2 separate regions of the Anas platyrhynchos genome follow, and region 2 is linked to region 1. A link is a contact called in public Hi-C data. All regions are on one chromosome and are shown on one strand. Each heading gives the region's core, a stretch centred on a gene start, on an enhancer-like site or on the middle of the called end of the contact. The rest is flanking DNA. Distances are from core to core; before and after follow the strand shown.

Region 1 (3,106 bases), core at 347-2,846:
AAGTTTTGATGTGCCCAGGAAACATTAAGATCATAAACTGCTGCTCCTACAGACCTTAAATGTTTCCATAGACAGGGAGAAACCAAGCAGCAAGCTCCCAGAATCACAGATGGCATACCAAGTTTTCCACTTTAAATAAGCTCTAATTTGATTAAGGTCCTCCAGCCAAAATCTCAGTATTTTTGTCTGGGACGTGAAGATGAACACTTCAGCCGAGCTCTAACAGAGGCAAGAGTTTTACCTGGCTTCCCCTGCAGAACTGTCCCTCAAAACACCACCACAGCCGATCCCAGCTGCGCGCACATAAAAAGCACAGAAGCACAGAATATCCCCAGCTGGAAGGGACCCACAGGGATCATCGCGTCCAACTCCCGGCACCACACAGGACCACCCAAACCTTCAGACCAGGTGACTACGCGCACAGCCCAAACGCTTTCTAAATTCAGAGAGGCTTGGTGCTGGCACTACGTCCCTGGGGAGCCTGCTCTGGTGCGCGACCACCCTCTCGGTGAGGAACCTCTTCCTGAAAATCCAAGACAGTTCCACCTATTTCTTTCATATATCTCATAAGGTGACACTACACAAGGCTCTGTGTTGCAGGAGGGTCTATATCAAGGATGTTATTTGATAGAAAGGAGCATAGTTTGTACTTTTGTCATGGAAAGAAAGGCGCCTTTTGGTCAACCCAAAGTTTCTGCTGGCCCTAAAACATCTCCGGCCACCAGCATGCCCAAATCCACGGCCGTGAGCCCGTGCAGCAGCAACACCTGGGCACGTACAGCACCCGAAACCAAACCCAGGGGAATATTTTAATGCGTGACGGGGCTTGGCGAGGCAGGGCGCTATGTGGGGGGCCAGCCGGACCCCCATTTCTCAGCCCCGTGGCATCAAAGCGCTGGGTTCCCCTCGTGCCCTACGTGCAGCAGCGGGCAGTGACGGGTGGGCTGAGGGCCCCTCAGCAGCGAGGGGCAGCCGGAGGCCGAGCTCAGAGCCCCGAGGTCCCCCCACACCCTCACCCCTCACCCCACACCCCCCGGGTCTCACCCAGCAGCAGGTGCGCGTTGAGGCAGTCGAAGAGCAGCCCGCCCAGCACCGAGCCGCCCAGGTAGCCGAGGGAGCGGCCCACGAAGACGAAGTAGATGTCGGACACGTTCCTGCGCACGTTCTGGGCCAGGTTCTGGAAGGTGGGCCCCAGCACGGCGATGCTCATCCCCTGAAACACAGCGCCCGGCGTCACGGACACGGACCCGGACCCGGACCCGGACCCGGACCCGGACCCGGACCCGCTCCCCCCGCCCGCTGCCCGCTCACCAGCCCCAGGAAGGCGGCGCACAGCGCCCCGGAGATGCACCACCGCAGCGCCGCTCCCTCCCGGCCGCCGGCTGCCGGCACCTCAGCGAGCTCCGGGCCCGCTGCCGAGCTCGTCCCGGGGGCGAAGCGGACATGGGCACGGCCATGGGCACGGGCACGGGCAGGCTGCGGCCGCTCCGCGCCGCCCATCGCCGCCGCGGCCCCGCCGCACCGCGGGCAGCGCCCAGCGGAACCGCCCCGCAACGCAACGCAGCGCTCGGCCCGGCCCAACCCGCCCAAAATGGCGGCCAAGGCTGGGGGGGAACCGGGAGGCTGAGGGGGATCGGGGTGCTCGCTACAGGGCAGGGCAGGCTGAGGGGAGGCCTCATGGCGGCCTGCAGCTCCCTCACGAGGGGAGCGGAGGGGCAGGCGCTGAGCTCTGCTCTCTGGGGACAGCGACAGGACCCGAGGGGACGGCATGGAGCTGGGACAGGGGAGGGTCAGGCTGGGGGTTAGGGAAAGGGTCTGCACCCAGAGGTGGTCGGGCACTGGGACAGGCTCCCCAGGGCAGTTTAGACAACACTCTCGGACACATGGGCTGGTTTTTGGGAGGTCCTGTGTGGAGCCAGGAGCTGGATCAAACACCTAACCTGAAGCAGCTGGGGGGGGCAGAGGCACTCTTCCCATCGTGTCCTGCCTCGAAGACATAAAGCTTTTAAATTTAAACAAGATTCCAAGTGGGCAACTTGTTTCTGTCCCCCAGTGTTTCAGACAAGAAGCTGAGGTGATTTCACAACTTAACTGTAACCACATGTGTGGCAGCATCCTATAGCGGCTACAGGTTATCTCTCTGCTATATCTATATCAAGTGCCTGAGAAAAACACTGCCTTTTCCAAGAATACTGTGTAGCACAATCTACTTGTAGTTTATCTGCAATCAACCACCTGCAGCCCCTGGCATTTTTTTTTTTTAACTGCTATTACTGAGCTTACACAATCAGAGTAGTTACAGCCTTATGCGGTACCACTTCAGTTATATCCAGGAGACAATTAAGAGTGCCCTTATGAAACCATGAGTACCCCTTTCTCATCCTGGAGCCTTTATGATCTTCCAGGAAAACCTGTACTTTTTGTTGCCGGTTGTTCAGAATTGGTTGGACTTTACCTGTGTCTTAGGGTCAACAGCAACCAAAGGTCCCCTCGATGTTTATCAGGAGATTTAAAAGCCCTTTCTTGGGGAGTTCATCTGTGTGCCTGGTTTTAAATTGCACATACACATCCCTTTCAGTCACACACCTCCTAACGAGGTGTGGTAGTCAAAGAGCACCTTACTTGCACCATCCTACTTTATTTTATGTAAAACTTGCATTTTTCCTGTGATCAAATCCAAGGGTTGGAAAACGCTTCAATAAAACTATATTAAATTTCCAAACAGGTTTTTTTTTTTTTATTTAAAAAAAAAAAGTAATTCTTTAGGAACCTCTGTTATAAGATAAAGATACAAAATTGTTTGGTCTCCCTCTTCTGGGCAAACAAAAGTAACATTTAAGAGCAGACCTTTCAAAGGCCTTAAGGCACTTTCTTGCTGATAAAAGGTGACTCCTGCACTTGCCCAGCGGTCTATTTGTGTGCTTCTCAGTGCAAAAGCAATTGAGAAACTAAGCCAAGCTTTAATGATCATTCTCATTATATCTGGGTGGTATCAGCATGCACTGAACACAGCAGATGATTTTTTTTAATTTTTTGGGCTGAACTTCTCTAAAATTGATGTAACTTGCTCTCCCTGTGTTACTTTGTATGCCCTGAGTCAGACACA
Region 2 (3,018 bases), core at 156-2,655, 79 kb after region 1:
TTAAAAGTGTTCATGTATGAACTGTTGTGCTTTGTATGCTACACACAAACCATGAATCATAAATTGTGGAATAACACAGAGCTTTAACTTCAGATCTTCTTTTATTGTTTTACACCAATCTAAGGAATTGATGGAGTTAAACCAGTGCTAAATTGTAGTGTGGAAACAATTGTTTAAAAAAAAATAAAAATAAAAAAATAAAAAAGCTCACCTGAACACATCCAGCCTCCTATCTGCTTTTCTCCTTAGGAAAAATAAAGCTGTTCTTTATTCAGTGTTCGAATGCTTGATTCACTCCAATTTAAATATCATTAGCAAAATTGTTGCACCAGCTGCCGTTGCCAGATCTTTATGGCTGGCGATCCCTCAGCCAAAGTACACACTATTTTCGCTTTCCACTTTGAATTTGCAAGGCTATCAGGTGGGAGAGGGCTATCAGTTGGAAAAAAGCAGTTTTCTGGTTGTGCAATGAGCCCAACCGTAGCCAGCAATTAGAGAGGCAAACACGGTCTGATGTTAGCTTCCACAGCAACACCGTCACCGCAGGGTAACCTGCAAGGGGATTTCTGTGCTTTCTTCTCTGCTTATTTTGCTTTTCATATGCTATGAAAGAACTACGCCTATTTTATTTTTATTTATTTTTATTTATTTTTATTTTTTCCCGAGCCAAGTTGCATTCTTCTTATAAAGGACAAGATGTCAAGCTAATTTGGGGGAACAATATCTCTCTGAGTTATTGACTGGACGTGCTAATTGTCCTAGGTGCACTGATTTCTGTTTTCTGGGTAGCCACCAACTTGTTGCAATGGTGTCCAGCCTTAACCTCAGGCATTTCAGAGCCTCGCTGGTGCAGACAGACCTGGCATGTCTCTAATTCTGAATTCCCCAAGCAAATTGCCAGGTACAGATGCCCTGTTTAACCCCATGCCCACCACCGTGAGTGAGCCTCTTCTGTCCCTTGCCCCCAGCCAGCCTCTCAATTACTTGGACAAATTCCTTCCCGGTCTGCCTTGCTGATCCTAATAACACTGTTTCCCAACAACAGTTTTCAGAAACAAGTTTGGTGTTGAAGCAAGGGGCACAGCCTTCGTGCAGGAATTTCTTCTCCGTAAACACGTATGAGCTACAGGTTTTGTTTGTTTTTAAACAACCTTCTGAACACGGTCCCTGTGGTCTGCCTCAGCTATTCACCACCAGCAGACCCCGGGCTTCCTTTGAAGCCTGAGGCCAGACAGCCCCTCCAGACTTCCCGTTTGACTGGCTCGTTTCTGGTGGCATGCCCTCTCCTGACTCAAGGAAACTTTCTTTTGTTGACAAGGCGAGGTTTCACAGGGCTCTGGCCACATACAAACCCAGCAGCAGACGCCTGACTCCTGCTTTATCTCCAGTCGCTCAGGAAAAAGGACCTTGAGTTAAAAACTGTTAATTGCATGCTCGGTCTAGGAACTCATTCTCATTATGGTTTGATCACAGCTGCATGACTGGAAAGAAAAATGTGCTGTTTCAGTCACTCTGAAATATTAAGTGTTTAAAATCCAACCAGCCTTTTTGGGAGGACTCCGAGTTCCTCTTCCCACTAATTTCCTTCTTCCCTCCCTTCAGCCCTCGGTCTCATGTCAGGGCAACTCAACTTTGAGCCAAGCAAAGCTAAATAAAGCTCGCTTCATGCCCTCTTTATGCTTCTCTGGGTAAAAATGCCTCCAGAGAACCATTTAAGAAAGATTTTTTCCCCCGTGCTTACTCAGGACTTCTGCACCCCAGGCGGCAGGATGGCTGGGGACCGAGGCCCAGGGGCAGCTTGAGGCCCCTGTCCCCTTCCTCATCCCCAGGCTCTGTCCCCAAAACACCGGGCTGCAGCCAGCACTATGCAGCCATCCCACTGTGAAAATGAAGCAGGAATTAAGGCAAGGGAAAGGACAGCATTGATATATTTGTCCATGAAGCATAGTGTCTTTGGACTGTCTTTACGTCAGTCCTGAATCATTCTCCTTATTCAGCAAAGGATCTGGCTCTAGTTTACATTATTTTGCTGCAGCAGCCCTCACTGCTAACCTCCTCCAGGAGGCTGCAATTTATTAATGTTATCCTCACCTGCATGCTCTGAACAGCTCTTTTCCCCTAGATTTGTAACAACAACAAGAAAGGCACACATATATATATTATTTTTTTCTTTAATTTCAGCTGTGCATGCCAATGAACATCAGGACCCTTGGCTGTGAGAGGAAGCAGTCCAGAAACAAAGCAGATTTAAAAAAAAAATAATAATCAGACTTGTAAGCTTTGATATCTGATCTGTCAGCAGGTGACGAGAAAGCCGAAGTCCCTTTCCAGAGGTGTTTTTTACACTCACTGCAATATTACAGCGGCTCGCTTGCTGCAAACTGCTGCTTCTGCAAGCTCTCAAGGCCGCCTCAAGATCTCTTTTCCTAATTAGAGATAACGAAAGCAGTAATTGCCATCTGCCGGCCAAGCCAGGAATGGTCTTTGCCCACAGTTTATTTCTTCATCTGCGTGGCTAAATTTGGAAATGGATTTGAGCAAAAGAGATGGTGCAACACGGGAGCAGGACAACGCAGTCGGCAGCCGAGTCTGCACTTGGGGCCAGAAGCGCCTGCAAGGCTGCTCAGGCTGGCTCTGGAAAGGGATGGGGGAAAAAAGCACGGAAGGGATCTGTGCTCAGGGATCTGCCACACTCCTATGGTTTGGTGAGGTGTTGATTTAAAAATAGAGGGAAAAACATTCTCCTCTTCTGGAAATCAAACTTGAAATTTTATACTTTCAAGGGAAGGAGATCAGTAGCCCTGGTCGGAAATTAAGTTTTGTCTCTCTCAGAGCTTTCTGTGTGTGAAGACACGGGGTAGGTTTATGCGACTGCTTTTTCCCTGACAATTACCCGTCAGGTGGTAGAAGACGGGAGCTGGAGCCCCCCCTTGGTCTCCTCACCTCCCCGCCTCTCCCCATGCAGGATGTGTTCCAGCATCCCGTCCACCTCGGTGCCATCTATGGCCCTTCCCCATC

What was found. A called contact is a pair of places that touch in the nucleus more often than the background predicts.
Region 2: a Hi-C map of subcutaneous adipose tissue shows a contact between it and region 1, with 2.8 times the contacts expected there. The contact joins the enhancer-like site here to the promoter of MFSD4B in region 1. A contact is called at or near these places in 4 of 8 Hi-C or Micro-C datasets (liver, skeletal muscle and subcutaneous adipose tissue).

The regions. Positions count from the first base shown.
Region 1 is chr3:72,414,911-72,418,016 of IASCAAS_PekinDuck_T2T, forward strand. It overlaps MFSD4B (major facilitator superfamily domain containing 4B), which reads right to left and starts at 1,597. Exons shown (of 4, transcript XM_027454697.3): 1 at 1,312-1,597; 2 at 1,045-1,213. The coding sequence starts at 1,500.
Region 2 is chr3:72,494,231-72,497,248 of IASCAAS_PekinDuck_T2T, forward strand. No RefSeq gene overlaps it. Among named protein-coding and RNA genes, the nearest start is that of SLC16A10, 8.9 kb to the left of the region's middle. Within about 2 kb of position 1,406, at least 5 of the 8 cell types and tissues checked have an H3K27ac peak or open chromatin away from gene starts, as enhancers often do. A contact at or near this core is called in subcutaneous adipose tissue, where this site is marked.